Regions from separate parts of the Mus musculus genome. Here regions 2, 3, 4, 5, 6 and 7 are each linked to region 1. The links are chromatin contacts, called in public ChIA-PET, Hi-C, HiChIP or PLAC-seq and promoter capture Hi-C maps. All regions are on one chromosome and are shown on one strand. The core of a region is the stretch at or near the end of the contact, and the rest is flanking DNA. Distances in the headings are between cores, read along the strand shown.

Evidence for each region. Promoter capture Hi-C pulls out the DNA fragments that hold promoters and counts their contacts. A called contact is a pair of places that touch in the nucleus more often than the background predicts. ChIA-PET counts read pairs in DNA pulled down with a chosen protein or histone mark. HiChIP or PLAC-seq counts read pairs in DNA pulled down with a chosen protein or histone mark.
Region 2: an H3K4me3 HiChIP or PLAC-seq map of bone marrow-derived macrophages shows a contact between it and region 1, with 4 times the contacts expected there. The contact joins the promoter of Gpr156 here to the promoter of Hcls1 in region 1. A contact is called at or near these places in 2 of 39 promoter capture datasets (hippocampal neurons and liver) and 1 of 115 datasets of contacts at active chromatin or transcription factors (bone marrow-derived macrophages).
Region 3: a contact with region 1 is called in an RNA polymerase II ChIA-PET map of memory CD8 T cells, with 38 read pairs. The contact joins the promoter of Kpna1 here to the promoter of Hcls1 in region 1. A contact is called at or near these places in 3 of 39 promoter capture datasets (the C10 cell line, liver and pre-B cells), 2 of 484 Hi-C or Micro-C datasets (B cells and CD4 T cells), 4 of 115 datasets of contacts at active chromatin or transcription factors (T-cell acute lymphoblastic leukemia, bone marrow-derived macrophages, memory CD8 T cells and 1 more) and 1 of 9 other capture datasets (liver).
Region 4: a Hi-C map of B cells shows a contact between it and region 1, with 14 read pairs. The contact joins the promoter of Wdr5b here to the promoter of Hcls1 in region 1. A contact is called at or near these places in 7 of 39 promoter capture datasets (the 3T3-L1 cell line, the HPC-7 cell line, embryonic stem cells and 3 more), 2 of 484 Hi-C or Micro-C datasets (B cells and bone marrow-derived macrophages), 7 of 115 datasets of contacts at active chromatin or transcription factors (the 230-238 cell line, T-cell acute lymphoblastic leukemia, bone marrow-derived dendritic cells and 3 more) and 2 of 9 other capture datasets (adipose tissue and liver).
Region 5: a promoter capture Hi-C map of pre-B cells shows a contact between it and region 1, with 5 times the contacts expected there. The contact joins the promoter of Ccdc58 here to the promoter of Hcls1 in region 1. A contact is called at or near these places in 9 of 39 promoter capture datasets (the 3T3-L1 cell line, 3T3-L1-derived adipocytes, the C10 cell line and 5 more), 3 of 484 Hi-C or Micro-C datasets (B cells, Th1 cells and double positive thymocytes), 9 of 115 datasets of contacts at active chromatin or transcription factors (the SCID.adh cell line, astrocytes, bone marrow-derived macrophages and 5 more) and 3 of 9 other capture datasets (adipose tissue, liver and macrophages).
Region 6: a promoter capture Hi-C map of liver shows a contact between it and region 1, with 4 times the contacts expected there. The contact joins the enhancer-like site here to the promoter of Hcls1 in region 1. A contact is called at or near these places in 2 of 39 promoter capture datasets (hippocampal neurons and liver), 1 of 484 Hi-C or Micro-C datasets (cerebral cortex) and 2 of 9 other capture datasets (embryonic stem cells and liver).
Region 7: a contact with region 1 is called in an RNA polymerase II ChIA-PET map of memory CD8 T cells, with 23 read pairs. The contact joins the promoter of Rabl3 here to the promoter of Hcls1 in region 1. A contact is called at or near these places in 2 of 39 promoter capture datasets (both in liver), 5 of 484 Hi-C or Micro-C datasets (B cells, CD4 T cells, CD8 T cells and 1 more), 1 of 115 datasets of contacts at active chromatin or transcription factors (memory CD8 T cells) and 2 of 9 other capture datasets (adipose tissue and pancreatic islet).

What each region holds. Positions count from the first base shown.
Region 1 is chr16:36,933,296-36,937,454 of GRCm38.p6, forward strand. It overlaps Hcls1 (hematopoietic cell specific Lyn substrate 1), which reads left to right and starts at 1,688. Exons shown (of 14, transcript NM_008225.2): 1 at 1,688-1,779; 2 at 3,992-4,075. The coding sequence starts at 3,992.
Region 2 is chr16:37,914,723-37,918,881 of GRCm38.p6, forward strand. It overlaps Gpr156 (G protein-coupled receptor 156), which reads left to right and starts at 1,774. Exons shown (of 10, transcript NM_153394.2): 1 at 1,774-1,893.
Region 3 is chr16:35,981,631-35,985,789 of GRCm38.p6, forward strand. It overlaps Kpna1 (karyopherin (importin) alpha 1), which reads left to right and starts at 1,733. Exons shown (of 14, transcript NM_008465.5): 1 at 1,733-1,878. It overlaps Gm15564 (a long non-coding RNA gene), which reads right to left and starts at 1,699. Exons shown (of 2, transcript XR_001781900.2): 1 at 1,422-1,699.
Region 4 is chr16:36,039,348-36,043,506 of GRCm38.p6, forward strand. Wdr5b (WD repeat domain 5B) reads left to right here and starts at 1,843. Exons shown (of 1, transcript NM_027113.2): 1 at 1,843-3,627. The coding sequence starts at 2,166. The coding sequence ends at 3,152.
Region 5 is chr16:36,069,961-36,074,119 of GRCm38.p6, forward strand. Ccdc58 (coiled-coil domain containing 58) reads left to right here and starts at 1,700. Exons shown (of 5, transcript NM_198645.2): 1 at 1,700-2,177. The coding sequence starts at 2,127. It overlaps Fam162a (family with sequence similarity 162, member A), which reads right to left and starts at 1,601. Exons shown (of 5, transcript NM_027342.2): 1 at 1,510-1,601. The coding sequence starts at 1,543.
Region 6 is chr16:37,683,220-37,687,378 of GRCm38.p6, forward strand. It overlaps Gm35833 (a long non-coding RNA gene), which reads left to right. Exons shown (of 3, transcript XR_876061.1): 2 at 89-288; 3 at 1,164-2,079. Among named protein-coding and RNA genes, the nearest start is that of Gm35833, 4.5 kb to the left of the region's middle. Within about 2 kb of position 2,107, at least 216 of the 459 cell types and tissues checked have an H3K27ac peak or open chromatin away from gene starts, as enhancers often do. A contact at or near this core is called in cerebral cortex, embryonic stem cells, hippocampal neurons and 1 more, where this site is marked.
Region 7 is chr16:37,538,052-37,542,210 of GRCm38.p6, forward strand. It overlaps Rabl3 (RAB, member RAS oncogene family-like 3), which reads left to right and starts at 1,843. Exons shown (of 8, transcript NM_001042499.1): 1 at 1,843-1,909; 2 at 3,796-3,887. The coding sequence starts at 1,864. Gtf2e1 (general transcription factor II E, polypeptide 1 (alpha subunit)) reads right to left here and starts at 1,738. Exons shown (of 5, transcript NM_028812.4): 1 at 1,602-1,738.

The sequences.
Region 1 (4,159 bases), core at 438-2,937:
AAGGAGCAGAACCATAGGATGTAAATTTGTGAAGCCTTGTGGATAGTTCTGAGAAAACTCTGAAAGTATTGGACCACCAAGTATGGTGGCACTTGCCTGTAATTCCAGCACTGAGGAGGCTGAGGCAGGAGGACCATAAGTCCAAGGCCAGTCTTGTCTACATAGTAAGTTAAGGCTAGCCTGTGCTACATAGCAAGAGTGTCTAAAACAACAAGCTCTCCTTGAACACAGTGCAGAAGGAGACTTTTCATAGCTCATGCGGGTTGGGTAGACATCATGCTCTTATACAAAGTTGCCACTTGGGAAAAGCTGACCCAGTATCACAGGGTAGAAGAGGATTAATGGGAACCTGTTCTCTTTGGCTTCAACGCTCACTGTATGTCAGCACTGTTCTGCTCAGGGATGAACATGGGGTGTTTGTGAGGGGGAAGTGGGTTTCCTTGGTGTCATCGCTGAAGTTCTATGGTTCTGTGCATTGCTGTGTGGTGAGGTACAATGTCTAGCCCTAATTTAAGGCTACCCCTTTCTACATATTCCTCAACTATAAATAGCCTTATTAGAACAAATAAAGTGCTCCAAGTCTAGAATCAATCCCCTGGGAAGTGACTTTAGATGCTTTCTGTTGGTACAGAATGTTCCCTTCTGTCTAGTTTCACCAACCTGGGACCCTTGTGGGTTCATTCTCTGTAAGCCAGGCAAGTCAGAGTCCACAGATGACTGGGATAAGGAGAGCCAGGCTCAGATGCAAAAGCAAGTTCTTAGTAGGATTATTTTTCAACCAGAGATCCTTGGAACTTTATTTTCATTATCTTTATTGCCTGTCAGTGCTCCAGGCTGCCAGAGGAGCCATGCTTGGGACGGGGGTGGGTGAGGAATGGAGGGTGGAAGCAGGGAGGTGGTTATTTGAAAGGCAGCCAGTAAAAGCATAGCAAAGTTCTCAGTGGCCTTCACATCAGAAAGGGTCTATTTCATTGGCTCAACAAGTCACCTGAGCATGTCTTGACTTGAAGCTAGAAGGGGAGGGCTGCAGATGTTGACAGTGTAGAGTATGTCAGAGTTCAATTCACCAGCTTAGAGAAGGCCAGTAGTCAGAACTCTGTAAGTGAGCTCAGACTCCACACAGCCTCCCATCAAGCTAGGGAGTTTTCTCCCTCCACGTTCTGCCTTCTCCCTTCCTCGTGAGTTATGTGTGAGTCTCAGGTACTGCAGAAAGCAAGGAGGAGAAATTGTTTTTAAGACTTCCCTTCAAAATTAACATACAGATCATTTTTCCACTAAGCCTTTTTTTTTTTTTTTTGATTGCTGCAGACTACACACACACACATTTTTCCTTCCTCAGACCAGGCTTCTACAACAATGTTGTAGCCCAGGGTACCCCTAAGTGCTGGGATCACAGAAGTTCACTACCACACCTGCCTTGTTCTGAATTCTTTTACTTAGATGCAACTGTCCTTCGTAGGACACAGAGCAGTCCTGCAGCATTCTTATTGTGTCTTAACTGATAAGGGATGTGTCTCCACGGTCATTTTTATAACTTTCCCGTGACCTGAAAAACTTTGCAAAATACTAGACACAGAAACACTTAACCCTTCTAAGTACTCAAAGTATAAGGAACTGACTCAAACTTCAGGAAGTAGCTGTGAGGACAGTGTGGCAGGAAATGACAGAAAACCTGAAAACGGAACTGGAGCAGCTGCTCTGTTACTTACCCTGAAGTGGCAGCCGCTGGAGGGGGCGCCTGGTGTAGATGTGAAAAGCCGTAACCAGGAACCAGTAAAGGTGGGTGCTCTGAGCTGGGGGTTTTGTGAGGGGTTGGGAGCACAGGGAAGTATGGAAAAGAAGTCTACATAGCACTTAGTCCTTGTTAAGGGAGGTCTTTACTAATAGATGCTGAACTCTTGATGGCCCTAAGGACTGTGTGCAGTGGTTGACAATGAACATCTGAGGATGGGAACAAGGAAATGGCCTGCACTCGGGGAGCATGATTGAGCACATATCTAGGACCCTGGGCCCTAGTATGCCCTTGATGATCTACACAGCCCATTCTAAAGGGTGGCTGCCCCAGTGTGCTAACCTGAAGGCGACCCACGGAAGATGAGGACAAAGTGTGCCTTTGTATGGCCTCACAGGGACACAAATGCCCATGGGAAATGTAAGGGGACAGGATTTAACCACCAATGAACACTGGTGCTGAGCCAAGTGCTTTTAGGAGTCAAATGCAAACATGACTTCAGCTGGTGTAACTTTGTATGTCTGTGGGGATCCCAGAGTGTTACAGAGGGAGCTTTGGATCTACTGTGTTAACCCCTTAATTATTTAACATTGGGAAACAATATCACAACAATCAGTGACTTGCCCAAGGAAGTTAATATTGATGGATGGCTTAGTCTAGTCTCTGACTAAGTAGTATAGACTCTGTGTCATGTGACAGACAGGGGTCTCACAGGGGCTGTCATATTACTGCAGTGTCCATGGATCTCTCACCTATGGATGCCATAAGTCAGTCCTGTCATCAGGTATTGGATATGCCCAGCATTCATTGCCTGTCTCCAGCCTCCTACTTTAAGTTAGCAGCTTTCCTGATTAGTAATCGACAGTACAAGAATAGTAAGTTATTTTGCTCTTAAACATGAGCATGAGGGGCTGATGGGAGAGATGAACTGAGACCTGGAGAATCAGGCAAGATGAGACCATCGGACCTCACTGCTTCCTCATTGCTCATAAATGTATTTGACTTCTCCTTTCCAGTTTCCTTCTGTGGTAGAGTAGCCTGAGAGCCAGGACATGTCAAAGTGAGGCCTTAAGCTGTGGGTCATAGGTTCTCTTTATGTGTCTTACCCCCTGTTAGTAGCTAATACCAACTGGGGGAGGCACAGATGTTCTTAATAGCTCACAGTGACTCTGGCCACGGTAACTCACCACTCCTTCCCACATCTTTATTTAACCTATCTTCCTCAGATGTCTTCGGGGCTAATCTTCTAGAGGTTATTATAAAATGTGGGCAATGATGGAGGCTTCCAGATGGGGATAGAAAGTGGAGACTTGGGGCCTAGATAAGCAGAGCCTTGGGGATGAGTGGGTAAAGGTGTCTCCTTTGGGAGAGCAATGAGTACCAGGAAGCTCTTCGGTGGTGGTGGCACCCGACAAAGAAGGATAGGCAGAGTCTTTGAGCCAGGAAGTCCCAAAAAGCTACCAGACCAGATGGGTGTTGTCCCTTGTTACCTCTCCTCAAAAACCCACAGTGTGACCGGACAGTTCTTCCTCACACCCTTCTGGCAAGGCTCAATAAAACACAAGTGTCCAGTGGGACAATGATTGACACCCAATCAAACTAGCATTCTCCCAAGACTTTTGTAATGTTTACTTAGTTGTTAATTCTCACATAGTGTTTCAAAAAGAGGGAGTGCTACATTTTACATGTAAATGCTTATGTCTTTAGATATAGTTGAACATTTACATAATAAAAATAAAGCCATGGTATTTTCTTCTTTCAGCTAGTGTGAGTAGTTCAACTAGTCTGTCCCACTGGTGACCTACAGCTGTGCTGTGAGTGACCAGTCAGTCCTACAGTAAATGTGGGGCAGTCTTCCACAGACAGGGAGCATTTTCAATGTAGCTAGGCAGATTATAGACAGGAGGGACACTGGACTCATTTATGTCCTGACAGCTAAAAAAGGAAGCCCTGGAGAAATCTGAGTGAGGTGCCACAGCAGTCCTGTGGTAGGTGTTGTATGACCACGGGTCACCCCTACAAGCTGTGGACATAATGAACAATCCCAACACTTTGACAGAGGTTGTCTTGTGTTACCTACACCTATACTAAATTTTTTCCATATATGGGTGGGCTACTGATTTATCTTAAGATAAATGAGATGAGAAAGAGCAGAAGGAAACATTCCATTGCTCACGTAGTCAACTTTAGCATCCTTACCAACCTTCCTCTCAATTCTCTTTTTCACTCCTAATTATTTCCATCATTTGGTACCCTCAGATGTGGAAGTCTGTAGTGGGGCATGATGTATCGGTTTCCGTGGAGACCCAGGGTGATGACTGGGATACAGACCCTGACTTTGTGGTGAGTATGGAAGTAGCTTTGCTTGGACAGTGAAGTGGTCAGGAGCACCTCAGCCACTCTGAGTTTTGGCTGGGCTTAGAGAGA
Region 2 (4,159 bases), core at 524-3,023, 980 kb after region 1:
AACTTAACAAGGGCAGCAGTGTGGGAATGCAGAGAAGAGTCTCCAGAAACACCTCTTAGGTAAATATGGTAGATCCAGGTGGGAGATGAAAATTGGTGCGCAGTAATTGAGGGGCTGCGGGATAACTCAATGGAAAAAGGACAATGGGGTGAGGGAGAAGGGGGGGGCAAGCTGGAAAAGGGAGTCCGATATAGAAGAGCAGTGAGAGTAACTGGTTATTGTTTTCTGGGGGAGTCTGAGGTAAGAGAACAGGCAACGGAGATCAGAGGGGAAATTCTTAATGGGGAGCGACAGACTCAAGATCCAGCTTTGGACACTGAAGTGAGAGTGATGGAGAAAGACTGTGCCAGAAACGTGACTGTGCGTGCATACACGTGGAGTGCAGAGCACTGATGGTAGTTGTCTCCCTCAATTATGCTCCACAGTGATTCTGAGACAGACACTCCCACTGCACCTAAAGCTTACCAATGTAAACTGGCCGTCCAGCAAACCCCAGAAATCTGCCTGTCCCCTTCGCTGCCTCCAGCCTTGAGATTACAGGCAGAGGCTTTTGTTGGGGAACCCCAGCAGGTCCTCACGCTTCCAGAGTGATTGCTCTACCACATGAGGCATTGTTCCAACATCCCTGTCCTGGGCTTTTAAACTGAGTAACCCCAAAAGTGGAGAATCAAAGGGGGCCTCCCCAATGACAGCATCTAACTGCACAGAACAGAAACTCACATTTTGCTCAGTGTCTCACATTCAGGACAAGATGTGAGAAACACGCATTGTCCTGAATAAAACGTTTGCTTCATTTCTTTCCCCATATTTTCCTCTCCAATGAAGTATTTTCCTGTGAAAAGAAGCCTTTGGGTGAAATAGTGAGGGAGGGGTTAAAAAATTTTAAAGCCAATCCTCCTTACCATGTGTGATCTGAACCCTGAAGTCCTACTCGGTTCCCCCTCCCCTCCTGTCCCTAAAATATGTGGTCAAAATGTGGTGTTTGAAATGCAAGCCTTTAATCCCAGCCCTCCAGCGGCAGAGGCAGTCGAACTCTGTGAGTTCGAGGCCAGCCTGGTCTCCAAAGTGAATTCCAGGCCAGCCAGGGCTGTTACACAGAGAAACCTTGTCACGGGAAAACACATGCACACACACACAGACACACAGACACACACACACGCATTCCTATTATAAGCAACATTCTTGTCTTTCTAAAATAAACACAAGCTCAATGTAAAGAATCAAAAAATGCCCAAATAAAAAATGAAGAATGAGGAAAAAGAAGAGATGAGAGGGAAAGGCGGGGAGTAAGAAAAAGAAGAGGGAAGGAGAAATGCAAAAGGCCAAGGGAAAGCTAATGGATAACCTCCCCCCGTATCAAAACAAAACAAAAACAAAGCAAAACAAAACAAACAAACAAACAAACAAACAAACAAACAAAAAACCAGAAACCGGGATCTGAGACTGAGGAACCAGGCACAGGACCTGCTCCGGAGGTCTGAGCATCCTCGGGCTACAGGGCTCCTCAGACCGGCGCTGCAAGCGGCTCTTTGAGCACAGCAGCAGGAAGTCGCCCAGAGAACCGCTCAAACAGGAGTGGACGTCTTTGGAGGAGTGGAGGATGCGGGAGTAAAGGGACTCCGGAGTAGAGAGGCCTGCAGCCGAGCGCAGGGTCCGGTCGCGGCGCGGGGTGGCGCCAGAGGAGGGACGGCGGTCAGACAGAGGAGGAGGCGACCCGCAGGGCACCGCGCACACCGCACAGCCGCCACTCCGGCTGTCTACGAGGCGATGGGCGCGGTCCGCGTCCCTCCCGCCACCTTCCAAACCCGAGAGCCCACCAGAGACCGGAAGAGCACGCGCGTCCCAATCCCGGCCGCGGGCTCGGCGCATCTCTGCGGACGGGGACCCCGCAAGGTGAGCACAGTGCGCCCTTGAAGACCCCAGATTTTGTAGGACCTCCCTATGGACACAGACACCTCCAGTAAGAAATGGAGAGGGCAGGAGTCCCTTCTCCTATTCAAAACCTGAGCAGGATATTCAGAAATGATTTAAGAAGTCCAAAAAGTAGGGAAGAGCGCGTGGCCACGCATCAGGGATGGCGTTGATAATTTGGGAGGAAAAAGGGGAGGGGAGAGTGAACCCAGTGTGACTTCTCTATTTTATTGAATAAGCAACAAAGTGCTCAAAAAGGAGATCTCAGAACTATTTCCCACACTCGGGTGATTTCCAAGCGTGACCCCAAATCTACCCTGCAGGTGCAAGCTCACCCCGAGGGCAGGGTGGTGAGCTGACGTTCCCCCACCCCCTCTCTGAAGTCTGAGAAGAAAGTTTTACTACACCGCCTATGTTCTGTGTGGAGGCTTTGTTCCTGGGCACTGGAGGAGTGACCCAGGCTCCTGAGCATCCTTGGATCTGACCAGCAGCAGTTTCCAAGCGTGTTGTAGAGGCTTCCACTTAGAAAGTTGGGCATCACGTGCTACTTCCTTAATGCTTTCTGTTACCTGTTAACATTTCGAGATTAAACTGTGTAGGGAAGACGGTGTAGCCACTCTACCCATTTGTTTATTTTCTGGATGCATGAGAACTAGGTACCTCTGATAAACCTGTTTTCCCAGTGTATTCCTTAAACAAGCTGTGGAGGGAGATGCTAAGAGTGTGAATACTTCATTGAAAAAGAAGAGTTTTCAGATGGGAGTTTAAAACCACCATATTTGTTGGTGTGTTAATTAAGCAGCAAGGCCGCCAAAGAGGGTGGGGGAGAAACACCTTTTCTCCACCAATAGCTGGATTCTCCCAGGAGTTGGAACACCAGCCAGGCTTCCAAGTTTGTAGTTTTAACTGCTGCAGAAGGAACAAATGGGTGTATCCAGATAAATGAGGAGGGAATCACTTGTCTGGGGGCTGTAGACACTTTGACTCTGGGATATAAAGTGCCTTGGCAGGCTGGCTTGAGTTGGGACTCTCTCAGAAAGAGAGGGGGCTCCCTGGTCCCATTTTGTCTGTGTGATTCCCCTGCAGGACCACCACTGTATCTGGCATATTCTTTCTGCTTCTCTATCATTGCCCCCAGCTTTAGCTTCTCTCTGTTCCCTAGAGTTGGTCTGGTCAGAGGCAAAGCCTTTATGGAAACTTGGGAATAGAGAAGCCCAGTCTTGGGAAAACAGGAATGTCCTTCAGCAGAGACCAGGAGGGCAAATAGCTAAAAGCAACTTCTGTCCTAGAGAGTGGAAGAATGAGCAAAGGAATGAAGTTAACTAAAAAGAAGCGGCCTCAGACACACCATTTTGTTTTGATTTGTTTTGGTTTCTCAGGACCGGGTTTCTTTGTACAGCCTTGGCTATCCTGGAATTTGATCTGTAGATCAGGTAGCCTTGAACTCACAGAGATCCAGGTACCTCTACTTTCCAGGTGCTGGAATTAAAGGTGTGTGCTACTATGCTAGGCCTAAGGACTACACTGTTTCACGATGAGGGCTCCTCTATTACATTTTCTTGCTATTTGTCCATAAGGGCATTTGAAAGTTTTATTGGAAGAAATAGAGGCCCCTAAGAAGTGCCCTCTCTCCTCAGATTCACCGTTAAAAAAATACCCTTGTGCGTGCATGCATGTTTGTGTGTGATAGAGAGTGTATGTAGTGTGTGTGTGTGCATGCATGTACATGTGTGTATGTGTGTGAGTATTTGTGAGTATGTGTGTATGTGTGAGAGTGTGTGTTTCCATATGTCTATGTGTGTGCGCGCACATGTATGTATGTGTTTGTGTGTGAATGTGTGTGTATATATATGAGAGTGTGTGTGTATGTGTGTGTACAGGCACATGCAGACAGATGCCTCAGGTTGGGTTCTTGCTTCCATTTTGTTTGAGGCAGGATCTCTTATTTGTTAGCTGTGTGCACCAGGCTAGTGGGCCCGAATCTAAGGATTCTCCTGTCTCTGCCTCTCACCTCCTGTTAAAACAGAACTGAACACACAGCACATGGCTTTCTATATGGTCTGGGGATCCAAACACTCACAGCAAGTGTTTACCTGGTGAGCTTCCTCTCTGGCCTGAATTCATGTTTCATTTCATGCTTTGAATGTTTTCAGAGAGTAACCTGAGGCAGAGAAGAGAGAAAAAGAATGGCCAGGTCTCCTGTAAGCCACAGAAGCCACAGAAGCAGTGAAGGGCAGATGACTTGGGC
Region 3 (4,159 bases), core at 483-2,982, 950 kb before region 1:
CCGACGCTCATCAGACCCCAGAAAAGGTGCTGTTCCTCTCGTACTGAGCAGGATTATCATGGCAACAACACATCATCAGTAGGGTAAAACTAACCTGTCTCACGACGGTCTAAACCCAGCTCACGTTCCCTATTAGTGGGTGAACAATCCAACGCTTGGTGAATTCTGCTTCACAATGATAGGAAGAGCCGGTTAGACAAGCGCAGAAGGGAAAGAGAAGATAGACAGAGCTGGTTTGAAAATTGGTTTAATAAGTCTCCTTGGTTTACCACCCTTGTTTCTACCCTTGCCGGTCCCCTAATCATCCTTTTGCTTTTGCTCACTTTTGGACCTTGCATTCTTAATAAGTTAGTGGCTTTTGTAAAAGACAGGGTTAGTGTTGTACAGGTAATGGTGCTCCGACAACAGTACCTGACTTTGCCGAAAGAAGAAGAGGGGTCGCTCTAAGATTAGAGCTACTCACAAGAAGAAGTGGGGAAATGAAGAGTAAAAAAATAAAATAATGACTGCCCTGAGAACATGGGCCCCCGCCCCCGGCCAGATGGCCTAATTCCCTGGAACTCTTGGGAAAAACAACCACAAAATGTTTCAATGTCCCAGGTGCCTTGAAGTAAATATCCGCCCCTAGACTTCCCCTGTTTCCTCTCCCATCCTCCCCCTAGGTTCTGGTTTTTACCTTTATAAACCTGCTGGAAAATAGGGTTGGGGTCAGACTCCTCTACCCCTGCGTGGTGTATGGGTCTCGACCTCAGCATGCTGGTTTGTGTGCCATTAAAAACCTCGTGTGTTTGCAGCAAGCGTGACTGTGGCTTTCTGGGCTCGCGATCCCTGAGACTTGAGTGAGGGTCTCCCTTCGGGGGTTCTACAGATTCATGTCCGGTGCTCCTCAGTATTCCTTTTAAACTGACTTGTTAAACCGTGTCCTGTGGTTGTGATTTTCCTGTGACCTCTACTTGCTGTCTTAAAGTGTTCCTTTGAAGCCACCGCTCTACTCCCCAGAAAGAAAAAAAAATTCTATCATGTAACGGTTAAGTCATTTCCCTAAATATTTTGTTTTAGCGTGCCTTCTCATAGCAACGCAAATATTTTCGCTGGAAATTGCCGTTTTTGAGATAGGGGTCTTTCTACGTAGTAATGCTGGTCTAGAATTCGCCATTCTCCTGCCTCAGACTTCCTAGAGCTGAAAATACAGGCGTGCGTTACCGTCATGCTAGGCTCAAAAAGCGATTTAATGTTATATGATACTAATAAATTACCGGGTAAGATGGGTGAGAACTGAAGAGAATACCCAGAAAGTTCCTGCAAACGGGTTGCATGTGAATTCTTTGAACGTGAGACACTGACGTATTTTGTAATACTCCCTCAGCCTCCAACCATGCCATCATTCATCCAATAAGCATGCTCGGCTGTGAGGTACCTACCATGTGAGAGGGAAGCTATATTGATGTGAGGGGGAATCCGTCCATTCTGGAAGAGCTTAGTAAGGACAAGTTTGTTTCCATAACTTCTATATGTCTGCGCTTTTACTGACTGCCAACCTGGTCCGCAGAGACCCACGCCCTGGCCGCCGCCTTTTCCCTGGCCGCCGCTAGCCTAGGGCGTCCACGCTCGGAGACTCCGCTTCCCGGCAGCCCCTGCGGCAGGCGGCGGAGAAGCGCACGCAGGCGCGCCGGCCGGCCCCCGCACGCAGGCGCAGTGCGCACGCCGGCTGAGCTGGGTCTCGCGGCTCTGTGAGCGGCAGCGGAGAGCGAGGCCTGGTGAGCGCCGCCGTGGTGCGCGCCGGCTGGTCAAGGTTGTGCGCAGAAGAGGCGCAGCGGGCGGGCCAAGAGCGAGCGTCTCCCTCTTCGTAGTGGCACCGGGACCGGTCGCCTGGAGCCGGTGAGTGGGGGCACCTCGCGGCCCCTCCCCCTCGGCGGGCGGCTCTGGGTCCCCCTCCGCGGACCCGAGGGAGGCCCCGGGGCGAAGGCGGACGCGGGCGGAAGCCGGAGCTGGCTCGGGCGCGCCGGGGACCGGACCCTCGCGTCGCTCCGGTGCGTCACGGGCCCGGCGGTCCTAACGGCCGCGCGGCGGCGGAGCGGGGTGGGGGTGGGGAACGCTGGTGCTCGCCGTGAGGAACGCCGGTCGGGGCGGGGCGGCGCGGCGCGGCGCGGCGGTGGAAGCGGCGTCGGGGACTGCGGGGCGCCGGGCGGCGGCGCGGAGTCTGCGCGCCGCGCTAGCTTGAGGGCGGGGGCGGGCGGCGCGGAGTGCGGTGGCTGAGGCCGAGGCGTGCGGGGCCGATCGGGGAGTTGGCAGGTTACCACCGGGGCCGGTGTTTGGAGGGAGGTGGGGGTGGAGACGGGAGGCTTGCAGTTTACAGATGTCATAACTACGCGGGCCTGGAGCTGCTGACGGGGGTGTGGTAATTATAGCAATGACAAGTTGGTCGGCTGTGTGAGCCGGCGATGCGAGGGAAACCGCCAAGCCTTAGCTGAGGCTCGCATTGGGAGCAGAAAACTGGAGGGTGACTGGGATCAGGGACATCGGCAAGAAAGAATGTGTGGGTTGAATGCAGCTGCTTCCAAACCACTTTTCAATGAAAAGTTTCACATGAATTGATTTTAAGGCTTAAACTTCGGCTTGGTAAATTACTATAGGAATCAGCCACCGAGAAATGCTTTTGAGATATTAAACACTATTGTCTGGCCTTTTCCCTCTTAAAAGAGTTCCGTCAAACACCTCCTTCCTCCTCCTCCTCCTCCTCCTCTTTTTTTTGTGTTTTTGTTTTTGTTTTTTTTCGAGACAGGGTTTCTCTGTGTAGCCCTGGCTGTCCTGGAACTCACTCTGTAGACCAGGCTGTCCTGGAACTCACTCTGTAGACCAGGCTGTCTTGGAACTCAGAAATTCACCTGCCTCTGCCTCCCAAGTGCTGGGATTAAAGGCGTGCGCCACCACTGCCCAGCCTGTTTTTTTTTGAGGTTGGGTTTTGTTTGGTAGGCTGGCTTTGAGCTTCTTATCCTGCCCTGGCCTTCGGGGTGGCAGGATTTCAGAGTCACACAGAAACTACACAGTCAGTTCAAAATTTCCATCAGTCTAGATATCAAAGTAGGTACTAACTAGTCCCAACCTTCTTGCCTGTAGGTTGCCTTTTCTTTGTTTTTGAGACAAGTCTCACTATTTAGTCATGGCTGGCCTAGCATTACATTGGTTGTCTTGAACTCAAAACACTCCTGCCTCAGCCTCTCAAGTGTTTGGGGTTACAGCATGCCTGCACGTGCGGGTGTTAGTATAAATTTGTATTCATGATGTGTACAACATTTACTTATTTATATACTTACTTTTAGATAGGGTCTCATTACATAGCTCTGGAATTCTTACATAGACCAGGCTGCCACTGAACTCAGAGATCCACCTGCCTCTGCTCTTGGAATTCTGAAATTAAAGACGTGTGTTGTCACACCTGACCTCCTTTCTCCATTTTAAAGGCTGAAAGGTCTAAATTTTGAAAGGAACTTGAGAATGGTTTAGCTTTTTAGTTTTGCTGAAATAACTTATTCTTGGCGGATTATCGTTTATGTGATATACAATTTTAAGATGGAGGCCTGAGAAGAAGTAAAGAAATAAAAGCAAATTTACAGCAACTTTGAAGCAGATATTAGCTTTTCCTAGCATAAATGAAAGCACGGAAGAACACAGTATTAGTTTTAAAAATAGCTTGTTTTGGGCTGGTGAGATGGGTCAGTGGGTAAGAGCACTGACTGCTCTTCCAAAGGCCTTGAGTTCAAATCTCAGCAACCACATGGTGGTTCACAACCACCTGTAATGAGGTCTGACACCGGTGCCTTTCTGGTGCGTCTGAAGTCAGCTACAGTGTACTTATGTATAGTAACAAATATTTTTAAAAAAAAGAATAGCTTGTTTCTTATAAATATTTTATTTCCTTTTTAAGTGTGTGAATGTTTGTAAGTGCATCATGATGGTGCCTGGTGCTTGCAGAGGCCATATGAGGGTGTTAGAGTCTCTAAAAGTGGAGTTGAAGATGGTTTGAGTTTGGGTACCAGGAACCAAACCTGTCTTCTGCAAGAACAGCAAGTGCTCTTAACAGCTGAACCATCTTTCTAGTCCAGAAACCTCTAGAAGAAGACTTTGTTCTAGGGAAAAAAATATTTGCTGATAAAAATGC
Region 4 (4,159 bases), core at 593-3,092, 890 kb before region 1:
GAGAGCCGAATTTGCAGCTTTGAGAATTTTAGGCAAATATTCTGCTTTTTGATCCATAATTCCAACTTGACCCACATTTGAAAATTACAGAGTATACATGCTCGTTTGTGATTGCAGTGTTTGCAGAGTGTTTACACATCTCTACCCATATTCCCTTAGCCCAAGCAAGTCAGTGAAGTCCAGAACAGGGACTGTAATAAGGAACACTGGCTTTCAACAATTTGAACTATGTAGGTAAGGAGAAATAAAACACAAAAGACCAGTGTTGAGGACAAAATAGTGCAGGGCTCGGGGGGAGTGGTGTGGGCAGCAAGCTATAAGCATGTGGTTTTACAAGGATAGCACGATATGTGTGTGTGTGTGTGTGCGTGCGCGCGCGCGCGCGGGAGCGCAGCTTTTTAAAGCTACTCAGTTACAGGCGGTGCTCAGTCCTTCCTGTTTAGTCTGAATAGGTTTTCCAGATTGGGTAGAGGCTTGGGAACTGGATTTCTACTCCCAAAAGCTGCTTTGAGGAAACCAGTTAAAACAGTCCAGATAGGAGTAATCTTCGAAGACCATATAAGTCTGGCACATGTTTCTTTTTTTTTTTTTAAATGGTTTTTTAAAGGAGAAACAGATTTTTGATTTTTTTTTTTTTCAGTGAACAAAGCAAAACCTAGAGGTCCCCTTACGCGAAGGGTAGCTTGTTGTAAAAGGAAGAAATGCGGGCTGGTGAGATGGCTCAGTGGTTGAGAGCACCCGGAGTTCAAATCCCAGCAACCATATGGTGGCTCACAACCATCTGTAAGAAGATCTGATGCCCTCTTCTGTAGTGTCTGAAGACAGCTACAGTGTACTTACATATTATAAATAAATCTTTTTTTTTTTTTTTTTTAAAGGAAGACATGCTACTGCTTAGGAGCTCAGGATCCTGCTCTGCTTGCTGCCATTTAGGATTACTATTTCCTGGTGAACACTGTCACCAAATCTCCTTCCTGAGAGCTAAGCAGATCCTAGTAATTTGTTAGGACAGTTTGTTAATATTAGACCATGAGTAACGACAAACAGTTTTACTTACAGCCTTTTCTTTTTGGGAGTCCCCAATGCTATTTATACACAAGGTATCCTACACATCAAAAAGTGCGTTTTACCCTTCAAAGTTCAAGTCATGTCTTAATCCTACCAACGTACCAAGTCTGCGCATCTTTTGTCCCTCGTGCTTGTGTGTGTAGTGAACTAAAGGTCCATCACCATCCTGGTTTAGCTCCTAGGTTGTACCCATTATATCCTTTTGGTTTTCTAGTCATTAGAAAAATATATATTTACTTGAAATAAAGCCTAAAATTTGTTATTCAATGTGCTTTAGGTGAGTTAATAAAAATGGAAAGTTTTTGAATTGATGATATAATCTCTATATCAGAAGTCACCGTAGTCCAGGCTTCAGATGTAGTTCAGTGGTTAAGATCATTGGCAGTTCTCCAGAGGACCTTCCAGCACCTACAGGCAGCTCACAACCATCTGTAACTCCATTTCCAGGATGATGGGACTCCTGACCCTGAGGGTAGGTATTGCATTCGCAAAGTACACACACAGGCAGCTATTATTATTATAATCTTGGCAGCTAAACTCAGTCGGGGTGGGTGTGGACAGAGGTACCCTCAATATGCACAGCCTTCATGAAGTGCCTGCTGCGCCCTTTCCTGCACCCAGCTCTCTCAGGGAAAAAAACCGGGTTCAGTGTCAACTTCCTGTCCTGGAGAACCGGAAGAAAATGCATGTCTCCTTCGGCGCGTGCGCAGCCTGGCAGGATGCGTACCTAGCGTCGTCCTGGGCTCTACTTGAGCCTCTCATAAATCCTGTTTTGTGTGACGTCATCTGTTGCTTGAGGTTCCCAGACATTTTGGAGCTGCGGAGGGCGTGGAAGAGGAAAGGTGCAGCCCCGAACCCCCGCGGATCGGCCTAGTCCTTTGACAGCATCTGACACGAGTACGGATCCCAGGATCACTGTGATCCGTGATGCTATAGAAGAAAGCAAGACGGGGAGTGGTTCAAACTTCGTTGCTGACTGGGAACGGACCTTATAGAGGAGCCCATGTTACAATCAAAACCATCCGCCTTCCAACCGCAAGTTTTAACTTCTGTAAGTTTCAGGGCGGGAAGCCCGCGCAAATTATAGAGCCGGATCTATGGCGACCGAGCATCTGCCAGCAGAGAGAGCACAGTCACTTCTCTCTGCCCCCCGGCGCGAGGAAGAGCCGCAGAAACCCAACTATGCTCTCAGACTTACTCTTGCGGGGCACTCGGCGGCCATATCATCAGTTAAATTTAGTCCTAATGGCGAATGGCTAGCGAGTTCTGCAGCTGATGCACTAATTATAATTTGGGGAGCATACGATGGGAATTGTAAGAAAACACTCTATGGTCACAGTCTGGAAATATCAGATGTTGCCTGGTCTTCAGATTCTAGTCGTCTAGTTTCAGCCTCAGATGATAAGACTCTAAAGGTATGGGATATGAGATCTGGAAAATGTCTGAAAACACTGAAGGGGCACAGCGATTTCGTCTTCTGTTGTGACTTCAACCCACCATCCAACCTCATCGTTTCGGGCTCTTTTGATGAGAGTGTGAAAATATGGGAAGTAAAAACAGGAAAATGCCTCAAGACTTTGTCTGCACATTCGGACCCCATTTCTGCCGTAAATTTTAATTGTAATGGGTCCTTGATAGTGTCCGGGAGCTATGATGGGCTTTGTAGAATTTGGGATGCTGCGTCAGGCCAGTGTTTAAGGACACTTGCTGATGAAGGCAACCCTCCAGTGTCTTTTGTAAAATTTTCTCCAAATGGTAAATACATTCTCACTGCAACTTTGGACAATACTCTTAAACTGTGGGATTACAGCAGGGGCAGATGCCTGAAGACATACACTGGTCATAAGAATGAGAAATACTGCCTATTTGCCAGTTTCTCGGTTACTGGTAGAAAGTGGGTTGTGTCTGGTTCAGAGGACAACATGGTTTACATCTGGAATCTTCAGACTAAAGAGATTGTACAGAGGTTGCAAGGTCACACAGATGTGGTGATCTCAGCAGCCTGTCACCCTACAAAAAACATCATCGCATCAGCAGCACTAGAAAATGACAAGACAATTAAAGTGTGGTCGAGTGACTGCTGAAGTCTCTGGCAGGCGATGAGGAAAGCCAAGTTAGACACAAAATCCAAAGGATGGTCTCTCTGGATTCTGGCAAAGCTTAAACTGTCCTTGAGTCTGAATCATCTTACTTTGCAAAGTGAGACCCTTGTAAAAACAGGTCTAGGACTTAGGGCTTGTGAATCCTAGTCTTGAGGCCTGCTAGGAATCTCCTGTGCTCACCCCTGGACAGAGCCTCATTCTTTCACTGGCTTTCCCAGGGGGGTAAGGTTTTTGGAATATCTGGAAAGGTGACACAACAGGATGACCCAGGGGAGGAGGGACGTGTAGCCTCTGGTTTGGGAGGTCATTAAGGGCAGTGACATTAGGGAGGCAATGAGAGGATTGGAGACATTTTACATGTCACTTGTATATTTTTGTTATTCAATATGATTGGGCATCAAATTGCCAAATTAATCTGTCAAGTTGGGGACAATAAATCATGGTCCGGTTTGTTCTATGAATGATAAACTATCCAACACATACAACACACACAGTGCTTTTTGATGATAAATATGAAAGTGACAAAAATCAAAGCATTTGATACCTAAAATGAAGCAAAGGCAGAAAGTACATATAGCTAGACAGCATATGGACCATTAGATTTCTGAAGCCATAGGCAGCGTTCCATCATATGTGCGTCTCCGTAAGTTCCCAGACAGTGGCACGTGGTACCTTTAAAGTTACAGCTGTTAACTGAGAGCTCTCGTGTCTGATGGCTAGAATGTCGTGTCATGTTAGCTCTCGGGAGGCGTGTGAGAGTCAGTGAAGTGTTAACAGCAGAAACTACCCGCATACCAGACACCTTGCTAGCCTAAGGACAAGCTAATGGAGATGTACTGATCTAAGTGGTTACTTTCCAACACTTAGAAGTACAGGCATGGCGTTTTCCTAAGTACAAAATGTAATACCCTGAGGGTAGGAAAGGGACTGATTGGGAGCCAAGCCATGAACTAGGAGGTAGCAGTTGTCCCCCAGAAAGTCCAGGATGA
Region 5 (4,159 bases), core at 450-2,949, 860 kb before region 1:
ATCAACAGCAGCAAGGAACTCGGATAACACAAACTCACTGCCCTCCTTTGGTGCTGACTTTTATCACCAGGTGGTGCTACACAAGTTATTTAGCCCTGTGATTTATGTTTATTTATAAAGACAGGAGGGAATAAGATTCAAGGGGGGCGCTGTAGAAATCAGATAATGTAAATCAGAAAGCGCTTTTATTAATAAAATAGGTAAAAGTAAAAGAAATCACTGGAAGGTGCTCACAACACACCAGACACTCACAGATCACCTGGCAGTCGTTGCCCATAACATCCTTGGTGTGCTATTAAAACATTCCCCATCGGAAGTAAAATTGTTGTTAAATTGTGCAAGGAAGTCTGTCTTGGTTAGAGGCCCAGCAGAGAAGTTCCAAAACATCAGAAATCTTCCAAGACACTTTAGCTTTCCATGACGTGTGCTACAGTCTAGAAAAGTAACTACTGCCAGTGTTTAAGTGACTTTCACATAACTCACAGGTTGCTGATTCTTTTGCTTGCTCTTTTGAAAACTTTGTAATACTTAATAAACATGCACATCGAGATTTTAGATGATTAGATCTTAACTGATACAAATCAAAACCAGTAAAAGAATGAGTGCTTTTTCTCTTTCTCCGTTTTCTTTCTAGAGCAGAGTGGGTGTGAGTTTTTAAGGGTGTAAGCAATGCTGACCCATTGAAAGGTCTTTCAGTCGGTAAAATCTAACCTCTTCACCGGCTACTCTTTACGCAACTATTCTCCATGTACTATTTTTTTTTTTTTGCATTGCTTCAATTACATTTACAATATACATTACTCCAATAACAAAACGTGGAGCTATTCTTTCTCTAAAAATTTAACAACTCTGTAGTAATTTGATGCCATGGAACAAAGGATAGATCATGAAAGTTCATAAAGATGATCAAAAGGTAAGCTACCCTCTAAAGACCCTCAAGATACAAGCTGCAAACTCTCTGATTTCTCAACTTGATAATTCAAGGCTCTCTAGATTTCCCCGAGGCGGGATACGTTCACGTTACCAGACTCCAAAACACTCAACCGCTCCAATGTTTACTGAGAAAACAGGCTATAGACCTTACGTTATTAGCATAACACTTTCCCCTAAGAGAGTCCCGGCACTTACCGCACTATTGTTTAAAAGTATGTACTACCACCCACAACTTAAGGCAACAATTACTCGTATTCTGTGAGATCTTTGAGTCCCTCACCTAAAGAGGGAGGGACAAGTAGGAAGGCACAAGTAGAATAACGGATAGGAGAAAGTCAGGGTGGAAAGCATTACTTCCGTGGATAACTCTTAATAGGAGCTCACAGGAGGATGGGGACCAGGTGGAGGCATCAAGGCACTAACTTAAGATGGGAGCTGCGTGAATGAGCGCCAGATACCAGGGTCTCGGCCAGCCCCCCGCGTCTGCTAAGGCGCTGCGGTCCTCACACGGTTGCAGTAAGCAGGACACCCCCACCGGCGATGCCCCCTCCTGCCGCCCGCAGACCCGCGTCTCACCAGCCGCCAGGCGCAGGCCGCCGAGGCTCCACATGGCCACCCGCTCCGCCGACGCACAGCACCCCACGGCGGCCGCGGCGCTGGCGCTCAATGTCACCAAGGGCCCGCGTGGGGAGGGCGCTGGCGGGGTGGGCGGGGCGTGCCGGCGTGACGCAGCGGGCGTGCGGGACGTGCGCGACGAGCGGAGGATGCGGCCAAACGCCCTGCCTGCCCGGGCATGATGAAGGCGGAGGAGGGAGGGCGATGTCTGCCAACTGCGAAGCGCTGAGTAGTGTTTTAGGACTGTGCAAGCGAGTCACACACGCGGAGGGACTCGGGACCAGGGCCCTATGGCGTCCGGGCTTCGGGAATGCCCGAAGGAAGCCTGCTTTCCACTTAGCTATGTTTTTAAAAACATCTAGTCATTCTCACCGCTTGCCCACCCTCACCTCCCCAAACGCCGTTAGTTTCTCGACGCTTCTTCGAGGGGCTCATCCCTCATTAGCAACCCGATGCTCTAGGCTTAGCGAGAGGAAAGGCAACCGCCCGGGCTCACGGTATTTGCTGTCAGGCAGCACCGCGGACACCTCTGCTCCACGGTGATTGGTCGGCTGCGGGGGTCCTCGTGTTCGTTCAATATGGCGGCGCCCAGTGGCAGTGTGAACTGTGAAGAGTTCGCCGAGTTCCAGGTGATGAGGTTTTCCACACGTGGCAAGCTTGTCCAGCCTTTTGTCCCCACGTCCCAGTCGGTGCTTTGGTCCGGGAAGGGAGGATAGACAAACTGTAGGAAAAGCAAGTTGCTCAGAGCTTTTTATAGGGGAGCCTTTGGAGGTCATGGGGGCTGGGGGTGGCCTTGGAAAGCGGAGGTGCTCAGCGTAGGAGGTGCCGGAGGCTCACCGGGTCATTCTGGAGCGGTCAGGCCGAGCTCTGAAGCTGTGGGTAGGGATAGTTAATAGTTCAGTAGTTCTCCGAACTTCATTCCCAGCTTCTACCAAAACTCCCCTACTTCTAAGTTGAGATTTTGTGGGAGAGAAAAAGTGAAAGAGACCTTGTGTACTTGATAAAGTATTTGGCATAGTGCCTTTTTATGTGTGTGGTGCGATACAATGAATATTTGGAAGCTTGGGGGAGGGTTAAGTCAAATACTTGGTCTGTGCTATCGCCTTCTTGATCCCGAGAGAAGGTGTAACACTTAAGTCAAATATGTGTCTTTTTTGGTACTAAAAATTTCAAAGGTTGAATAGTTAACCAAGAATTCAAGAATAACGATCCGGATGTTGATCAATTCACAATGATGGTTCTGCTATTAAATTAGAGTTGAAGCTAAACAAAAAAACAAAAAAACAAAAAAACATGACCTTTAAAAGTGTATTTTAAGTAGAGATAGTAAAATTTGTTAAACATGTCATTTCCCTATCTGTAGTAACCGTAATACTTTGAGTAGCTTGTAGGTAGTGGTATTCTTGAAGATAACCTCACCAAATTGATTTATTTGGTAAATAATTAGGCCAAAAGTATTTTTTTAACATTTATTTTTATGGGCATCGGTGTTTTGTGGGCATGTATTTCTGTGCACCACATCTGTGCATTAGCTGCAGAGGCCAAAAGAGGGCATTGTATCTCTTAGGACTGAAGTTACAAACTTTTGCAAGTTGCCATATGGGTGCTAGGAATTGAACCTGAGTCCTCTGCAAGAACAGACAGATACTCTTATCCACTGAACCATCATCTCTCCAGCCCCTTGGCCAAAAGACCTAATGAATCTGTGAGTTTAAAAAAAAAAAAAATCAAAAGATTTGTTTACCCAGAACCAGTCTTAGCATATGTTTTAATTTTGTAAATAGGCATTAATTTTTGTTCCCACTCCTTCACAGATAGAACCAGAACATACATGAAGGTACTGTAACAATGTAAAACATTACTATGGCATTTACATTTAGATGAATTTGGTAAAATTATGAAAAACATGGTTGACTGGAATTCTCACAAATTACTAAACAAAATTAATATTCTCAAGAGTTGTTAGATCACTTTGTATGTAGGTATCCTAACCAAGAAAACCAAACAAACCAACCAACCAACCAAACAAACAAACAAAAAAAAGGGTTTTTAAAGTCACTTGAAACAAATGAGTGCTTTTAAATATGCTGCATGCAAATTGAATGAAGTTCCGGACTTGTTTACTATTTGGAGGGTTATATTTTGCATATGATGCAGGGCACAGGTATTTACAAATGCTCCTCCTAGTTTCATGGACATATTCTTAAGGCAGACTTATGTCAACATCAAAATTGATCCTTTTATTTTCAAAAGTTTTCTCATGGGCTTTCCTATGCAATCCCTGTCACTTTCTGTCAAGTTCCAACTATTAGTAATTCTTAATGTTGTTTTCACACAACTATGTATTTTAAGCTTAAAAGGTTTTTAAAGAGTTTTGAACTTTTTGCATTCCCCTTCATTGTAGCATTCCCAGAAAACATCCTATTTCCAAAGCTAAATAGAATTTTTTAAAAAGTTTAAAATTGGATGCTTCAAATCTCATTTTAACATATAATCAACAATTTACTGGGTACATTTTTTATTTTTTGGTTTTTTGAGACAGGCTTTCTCTGTGTAGCCCTGGCTGTCCTGGAATACTCTCACTCTGTAGACCAGGCTGGCCTTGAACTCA
Region 6 (4,159 bases), core at 857-3,356, 750 kb after region 1:
TGCAGAGTGTCAGATGTGTTGGGATCCCACGAACACATGACAACACTTTTCTTTTTTTTCTCCTCCTACATCAACACCCTGCAAGCAGACCCAGAGCACAAAGTCAGCCCTGGAAAGAAGAGGAGCCAGTGTCAACCAGCTGGATGGTGAGAGGAAAACGTGGAGGTTGGCAGAAGGACAAAGGAAAGGCGGCTACCTCGTCCTGAGGGAACGAAAGAGCAAGTGGCCATTTCCGGAGAGCTGCACTGCTCCCTGCAAGGCTGTGAACCAATGGTGGTTTGCCTTCAGGTTAACAAAAGAAAAGGAATCCTTTGGATGTTTGCCCAGAGCCTTTGAAAATAACCTCATGCTACCACCCTGAACAATGTTTTAGGGACATTTAGGGACCCTGAAAGAGGCATAGCTCTTTTATGAAAGGAAAGTTGCTTGTTTTGTTTTGAGACTGGTTCTCACTTTGCAGACCAGGCTGGCCTCTGCCACTGTGCCTCTCCCGGTAAATTGCTAATTTGTGAAGAGGAGGTTTTGAAGAGAAGGGGAGGGGGCATAAGACGGTCCATTCGGGGGGAACAAGCATCCTAGTCACACATCTGAAAATCTGCCCCTCCTTCACGTGATGCTCATACCCTCTGCCTATTGCCCAGGGGTCTCCCTTGCTAACCCAGGACCACTCCCCACGGGTGTGGCTGCTCCAGTCAACAGCTGCTAGCTCCTATATTCTGTTCCTGTTGCTTCAACGCTGGAGGTCCTTCTTTGTCTCTCCCTCAACCGCTGCCTCTGGACTTGGCATTTCTCATACAGAAGGCTAGCCTTTGTGTCCTTTAGGAAGGACAGGGCTTCTACCTTGTTTAATATCAACCTTAAGGAGAGGAGACGAGAGAAGAGGGGGAGAGGCCGGGAAGGAGGGGGAGACAGAGACAAAGAGGGGGAGGGGAGAGAAAGGAAGAGATAATGAGGAGAGGGAAGAAGGAAGGGAGGAAAGGAGGGAGGAGAGACAGACAGACACACACACACACACACAGAGAGAGAGAGAGGGGGGAGAGGGAGAGGGAGAGAGAGAGAGAGAGAGAGAGAGAGAGAGAGAGAGAGAGAGAGAGAGATTTTTTCTTCTGTCTTTCAGAGAACATTCTGCTCTTGCTGTTCTCAGTTCTTCCTGTCTTTTGCAGAGCTTAAGACCGAGGGGAGAGGGAAGGAAAGGAGAGCCGGGTGCGTCTTCGCTGCTATGGAGTTGGATGGCTTATTTTGGATGGCTTCCTATCTAGACCCGGCAGGCCCGCCCCCTAAGCAAAGAGGCCTTGTTTAATGCCAGCGTCACATTTGAGGCAAGAAGATGAAAGTTCAGAAAAAGTCCCCCTTTTTAGGAATTTTTGCAGCACTTTTATTTGCGTGACACATATTAAAAAAAAAAAAAAAAAGTCTGTTCGGCTACCCTCCTGCATGCCCTCCCATTAGCATGGCCCCTTCATAACTGCCTCCTCTGGGCCTTGGGACCTTGGCAATCAGTCAGGGCATTTAAGCTCTGGCATTAGGCAGCAGGATTTGGAAAAGCCAAGACCTTGGGAAAGAAAATAAAAGTCTTAAGTGGTCAAAGCTGGGGTTACGTAATCCTATTTCTCTTGGGATCCAGATGGTAACGTTCTTCAGGGCAGCCAGTAGGGGGAGCTCAGGACGTTTATCAGAACTCCAGCGATCCGATGGTCAGGAGCCAAGTCAAGGCACAAATAAAACAATGAACCTTTGTGGTTTCTCTTCAGCTCTTAATCCCGAGAGGCTTCAACCCGGACAGCCTGATTCCCACCCTGAAGGACCCAGCGACCTTCTCCCAGGACGCCTTAATAGGTTTTCCGGAGTCTGTAGACTCAAATCCCCCGCCCCCTCCTCCTAAGTCTCTCATCGGTTTCCCAGGCTCTTGTGGGCTCCGTGCCTTTCTTTTGTCTTCCTGACTTTCTTGTGTCTAAGTTTCTTTCTTGTTTCTCTTCACTATCCTCGAGTCACTAGTAAAACCTACGAAAAATGCAAGGGGGTGAGCCCACCCCCAGACAAATACATCAAAGCCCCGCACTTTGAATAAAATCTAAAACACGCTGGTAAGCAAAAATGGCGAAGTCCGCCACCACGTGGCCGTGAGGTCGCATCTTTCAAGTCCTTGTCTTTGCATAAGCGGCCCTTTGCTACCCCACAGTGACTTCGGTCTGTCTCTTAACTTCCAGGACTGGGTCTCCTGGGTATTTTAGAGAAGGCACTGTCAGCTTAAAGCGGATAACTCCAGTTGTGGGGTTTCTGATTTTTGAACAACAGTCTCCTGAACAGTTCCAGAGCACAATGGAATTTTTAGAGTTAGGGACTGCTGTGATCCAGATAAGAAGTGGAAAAGCAGTTTTGCTCTCTGCCTAACTCTCCCTTGATCTGTGAGGTTCAGGTTCTCTGGGTGTGGGGGGGCCAGAACTTTTTCCTTTTCATTTGTTTTGAGATAAGGCCTCATATAGCCCAGGTTGGCTTGAACTCACTGTGTATCCAAGGCTATCCTTGCATTTCTGATTTTTCTGCCTTCTCCTAAGTGCTAGGATTAAAGGCATGTACCACACCCCAGGCCAAGTACCTACCTTTATTTACAGAACATTTCTCTTGGGGAACCTTGTATTTCTCTTCAAACTTGCAATTACTTGTGTGTGTGTGTGTGTGTGTGTGTGTGTGTGTGTGTGTGTATCTTTGAAGAAAATAGAGATTACATTCTCTTCCTGGGCTTTTAGACCCTAGGGAATCTAGAAAACATGGCTAAGCATGTTTGTAAAATGCCGGAAGATTGTATGCCAGTCAACTAGCAGAAGCTGCTTGGCCTGAAGCTCAAAGAGGCACTGAGGAGGCATGCTCTCTCTCAAATCTGATGCTGTGGTGGTGTGACTATTGTAGCCTCCTAATTGATGGCTCTCCTAATTGATGGCCCTCCTAATCCCATGGCCCCACCTCCCATTCCACTAATAGTCACATGAGTCCCTGAGAGGAAGAAACTAATTAGATTGGATAGGGCATGATACCCTTCGAGTTAGCCATGCTAGCTTTCTCCAGGAGCCAAGAACGGAAGGAAGCTGAGGTCTTGTCTAAGTCCTTGCCTTGCTAGTACTAGGCGGCTGCTCTCTCTCATTTCCTAGTTCCAGATGCTAATAGGGCTACGTGTAAGATCCAGGTAGGAGGTAGAGGGCAAACAGTCAATGTGACTCAATCCAGCATTAACAGCACCCTTTGCAGGGCCTTGGCCGGCTACAAAGACTGAATGAGACAGGTCTGCCCTGAATATAAATGCTCCCATTGCACACCTCTCCAGTATCTCTGAAGGAGAATAAAAGATGAAACTGCCACAACTCCTCCCTCCCCCCAGTACTGCCAAATAGGAGCATCATCAGGCAGGCTGCCTCTGCAGCACAATCCATAATCGCTCTGACTTCCAGAAGAACAACAATGAAAGTTACATTGCATTCTAAATTAAGCTTTGCATCACTCTGGAAACTAACAAAGAACCCCTTCCTACAGACTCAGCTCCTAAATTAAACATTGTGTCCTTGTACAGCTGTTTCAAATGCTGTTTCAAATTCAAAGACGGAAATGCTCCTTAGGTAGGGAAGAGAGGCGGGTCTCTAAGAAAAGAGATGGGGAAGGGGCTCCGTGGAGACAGGAGCACTGTGGTCAAGTAGTGGAGCAGCTGGGGAAAGATGTAATCAAGCAGGCGAGTGGATAAGATATGTTTCTAAAATTATGGGGTCTGGGCAAGTATAGGTCGGGCAAGGGGGCTCATTATGGCTAAATCTTTATCAGCGACTTCCAAGTGGAAACCTTGAAGGGCTACCATTTCCCACCTCTAATCAGTAAAAACCAGAAGACATAAGCAAAACTGTCGGGGGGTGGGGGTGGGAGAGCCGGGGGGCGGGGGAGCAGGTGCGGTATGTTATAAAGATTAACAGTGAGGCTACCATCTAGGTTAGAGCGTGGCCCGGCACTGTCTTGCCTCTGCCGGCATTTATTAAAGAATAGAATCGTGTTCTGAAACACTGAAGGTAATCTCTCACAGAGCGGGGATGGAGGGAGAGGCAGGCGGGGTTGGGAGGAGAAGGCATGACCGCAGCAAGCTCCCAGGGTCCTGTCTAGACTGGAAAGCAAAAGAACCCAG
Region 7 (4,159 bases), core at 593-3,092, 600 kb after region 1:
ATCCTTCAAATGAACATCCTGCATGGAGAGGACTAGTACTTGCTGTTCAGCCTGTTTCCTCTGTCTGATACTCCTCTGGGTGTCCTGAAAATCAGTACAAAGGGACGTTATCAATACTCTTCCAGCCAATAGTTTGAAGCTTGGAAATCCCAGGTCAGCTTCTTAGTGTTAGCCCCAGAAAATCCACAGCCTTCATTTCTTCACATATAAAATAATTAAAGAGCCTTTCTCACACAGGGCTTTGCTCCTTCCCCACATCCCCAATTAAGATAAATCAAGAGTATTCAATCTCTGGGCTTCTTAAAGCTCCTTAAATCAAGTTCTAAAACTGACAGCCCATACAGAACGTTTTCAACAACTTTATGAATTGGTTGTCGACATTTAAAAATCTTGGGTGCCTATAAATCCCAACTGCCTACTCCTCTTGCAGATTGGAAGTAAATGGCCAAAGTCAGACCATGTTCCTATATTAGCTAGTCTCTATGGCAGGTGACACTTAAGTAACTTCTCTGTCTGTGGAGGCTTCTTGGTGTGGTAGCTAGTGGTCTTCATTTATCTTCTTCTCTTCACAGTAATCAGGCATCTCATCTCCCAACGTCACCTTACCCAGTCCAGACCTAGATTCTAGTTGTAAAAACTTTTAAGGACCACTGTGCCCCTGGTGTGGAACTGGGAGAATCAAAAGTTCAAACCACTCTGCTTTTTTAGCAAAGTCATCCTCATATCCACCCTCAGTCCTCAAAGCTAAGCCCAAACCTTTCTCCTACTGTAGTTAGGCTTTGGGTAATGTTTCCTGGCCTTCTCAAATCCCCAACAGTGGCATCCAACACTCTCCCTCGCATTTCCTCAGAATTTGTACAGTTTCTACTTCGAAGGCCTCTTGTTCATTAATGCTAGCGCCTAGCATATTCTACTGAGATACCTGAACTTTCAATACATCCTCTGGGCACGTGTTCTTGTAGCATATCCATCCTGCCAGCTTCCACACAAATCACTTGTTTCACACCTGCATCCCAATAATGAGCGCTATAAGCCATCTTTTTTTTTTCTTTTTAAATTTAACTTGTAATTGCTTTAAGCAAGGAGCTACTACATTAAACTTGTGATTTTTGAAAAAACTATGCTGGATGAAAAGGGATTTAAAAAAAAAACACAAAGTGGGTGCAGGAAGCCCTTTTAGTTAGACTATTTTTAAATACTACTTCCCAAGTTCTAGAAGAACGTGGATCCTACAGAGCCTCTACAGTTTTCTGTTACTGTATTTTACGAACTCTCCATTCCTTCGTCCTACGACGGAGACAGCTCCGGACCGAGGTGCCCTCCACCAGCTGTGTTCAGACATGTCCAGACCCCGAGACCCCACAGTCCCTCAGACGCGCCCAGGGGCTTCCCGGGCCACACTCGACGCCGCCAAGCCCGTCCTACCCGAGGTCGCACATGGGCCGCTCCGGGGCAATGGTTCTTTAGAAGACTAAGAAGAGGACCAAAGCAAGAGGTGGCCGAGGAGAGGGGACTAGACAAGGAAGGGGACGGATAGAAGAAACCATGAAATGCCACGCCAGGTCAGAAACCGGGAACAAGGACGGGAGAATGAGGTTTACCCAAGTGGATGCTCGAACACTCCCACTACAGCCGCCCTCAGCACCTCAACTACCGGCTTCAGCCAGCCCACGCCACTTGCGAGACAAGGACGAACGCCTAATTCCTGCGACCGGTTTGGAAACCGCCCGCTAATCCGCACCCCGAAGCTTTCGATCAGTCACGCTCTGACCGACCAATGAGATGATTTGCCCTGCCCACAAGCCCTGCGCTGATTGGTGAGAATCCAGGAACGGGCGTCAACCTCAAGGAAATCGTGGCAAGATGGCGTCCCTGGATCGGGTGAAGGTTCTGGTGTTGGGAGACTCAGGTGAGCCGCTTAACCCACGTCTGGGACTACCAACACGCCCGAGCTTCCCGACACCGCTCTCTCTTCGCTGTTTACCCCCCCAGCTGCCTAGCGCTTAGGTCGACAGCTGAAATTCCTTTCAAGACCTTAAAACTACACTTCCCAGAGGACTTTGCTCCTTTTGTCGACGTGGTGGCGTGGCGGGAGGTGGGGGGCGCGGAGTCTATGGGTGGAAAAGGGACTAGTTCCACTCACTATCACTCCTAGTGACCCTCTAGGAAAATTTTTGCTTCCTGTCCCCACAACCCTAGGTTCTGCTGGCCTAGAAGTTTTGGTTCCAGAGAGGGGAGAGCTCCTACCAGGAGCCACAAAAAACATTCCAGTTCTTCCACTGCAAGCTTTGTTGCTGGGGAGTGGGTGTGGGGTAAGACATGGTCTCACTAAGTAGTCCTGACTAACGTAGAACTAGCTATGTATATCAGGCTAGTCTAAAACTCACTATATAAACAAGGCAGGCCTAAAATGAAGAGATACACCTGCCTCTGCCACTGTATTAGTCAGGGTCCTCTAGAGTCACAGAACTTATGGGTAGTTTCTTATAGTAAGGGAATTTGTTGATGACCTACGGTCTGTAGCCCAACTCCCCAACAATGGTCAGCAGCAGCTGTGAATGGAAGTCCAAGGATCTAGCAGTTGCTCAGTCCCACAAGGCAAGCAAACGAAGAAGAATCTTCCTCCTTCCAATGTCCTTAAGTAGGTCTCCAGCAGAAGGTGTAGCCCAGATTAAAGGTGTAGGCCTCCCTGCCTGGTGCTGGGACTTGCTTTGTCCCAGATGACCTTGAACTCAGAGATCTCCTTGTCTTAGTCTCCTGGGATTCATAGCCACTATGCCTCAAGATCCAGGTCAGAAACTTGAATCTCCCAGCCACGAGATCAGGATCACAGTGAGCCCTCCAATTCTGGATTGTAGTTCATTCCAGATATAGTCCAGCTGACAACCAAGAATAGCCACTACAGCCGCCGACCTTCTTTAAGACAAGCTCTCCCCTTGGCCTGGAGCCCCTAGGCTAAGGCTGTCAGGCCAACAAACATCAGGGATTGCCTCTCTCTGCCTCCCCAGCACTGACATTAGAGACGTGTGCCTCTTTGCCTGGCTGCTGTGTGTCAGTTCTGTGAACACAACTCGGGTTCTCATGCTTGTAGGGCAAGCACTGAGCCCCATGCGGTTCTTTTGTTTGTTTTTAAGTACACTTTGTATATGATCACAATAACAACATGGTATAATAGAGAAAGTCATATGGCTGGCAATAGTGCTCTAAGGTGATGTTGTTGTTTGGTTTTTTTTTTTTTATACTTTCTCAGTTTTTGGTAATAGAGTTTTTATAATAAAAAGTAAATATTAATGATAGGTCTATATATAACATTGCACAACAAAGAGATTTCCCAAGTGTTTGATACAATTAACAACAGCCAGGTAAATGAATGAGTGACTCCACACCCGCAAATAAAAGACTCATAGCCATGAAAATAGAAGACTCATCTCTTTCCTCTCCACCTAGCTCTTGAAGAGGTGCCCTTTAGTGTTAATGAAAAGATTGCCTGAGCCCAATAGATCTAAAAGGGGGTGAAGCATTGCTTCAAAATTAATAGGCATGATGAAGGAAAGCAAGTGGAATTACCATCATCGTCATTCAGAGGATAAGTCTGGGACCATGTGGTTAGCTGCTTTTTTCAGACCTACATGTAGGCACCAAAGTCCTTTGAGTATGGTAGCATGGCATCATGGATCCTGTCACGGGAGGTATTCAAACAATTTGTTAGATGTTCCCTGGCTTGGAAGAGGTGGTATAAATGTCCCATTTAGGGTTCCATGTTCAGCTGACTAAAGAGACCTTGTATCTTTACAGGTGTTGGGAAATCTTCACTCGTCCATCTTCTGTGCCACAATCAAGTGTTAGGAAATCCGTCATGGACTGTGGGCTGCTCGGTGGATATCAGAGTGCGTGTTCTTGTTTAGTTTTTCCTTAGTCATACTAAGCATAAGTCCTTCAGATCCCGTGATTAATTTATAGGACTTAATTAAAATTAACACTAATAACTGGGATTGATTTAGCTCCCACTGTGTGTCAGTACTGTCATTCCTTGTTTCATCTTTCTTAAACTGTGAAATACAAACACAGAAACTCAGTCATAGAGGAGTAAATAACAACCAAATTCATTCAACTCGTGAGAAGCGAAAGTAACACGTGAGCCCAGTTGTCTGTTTGCACA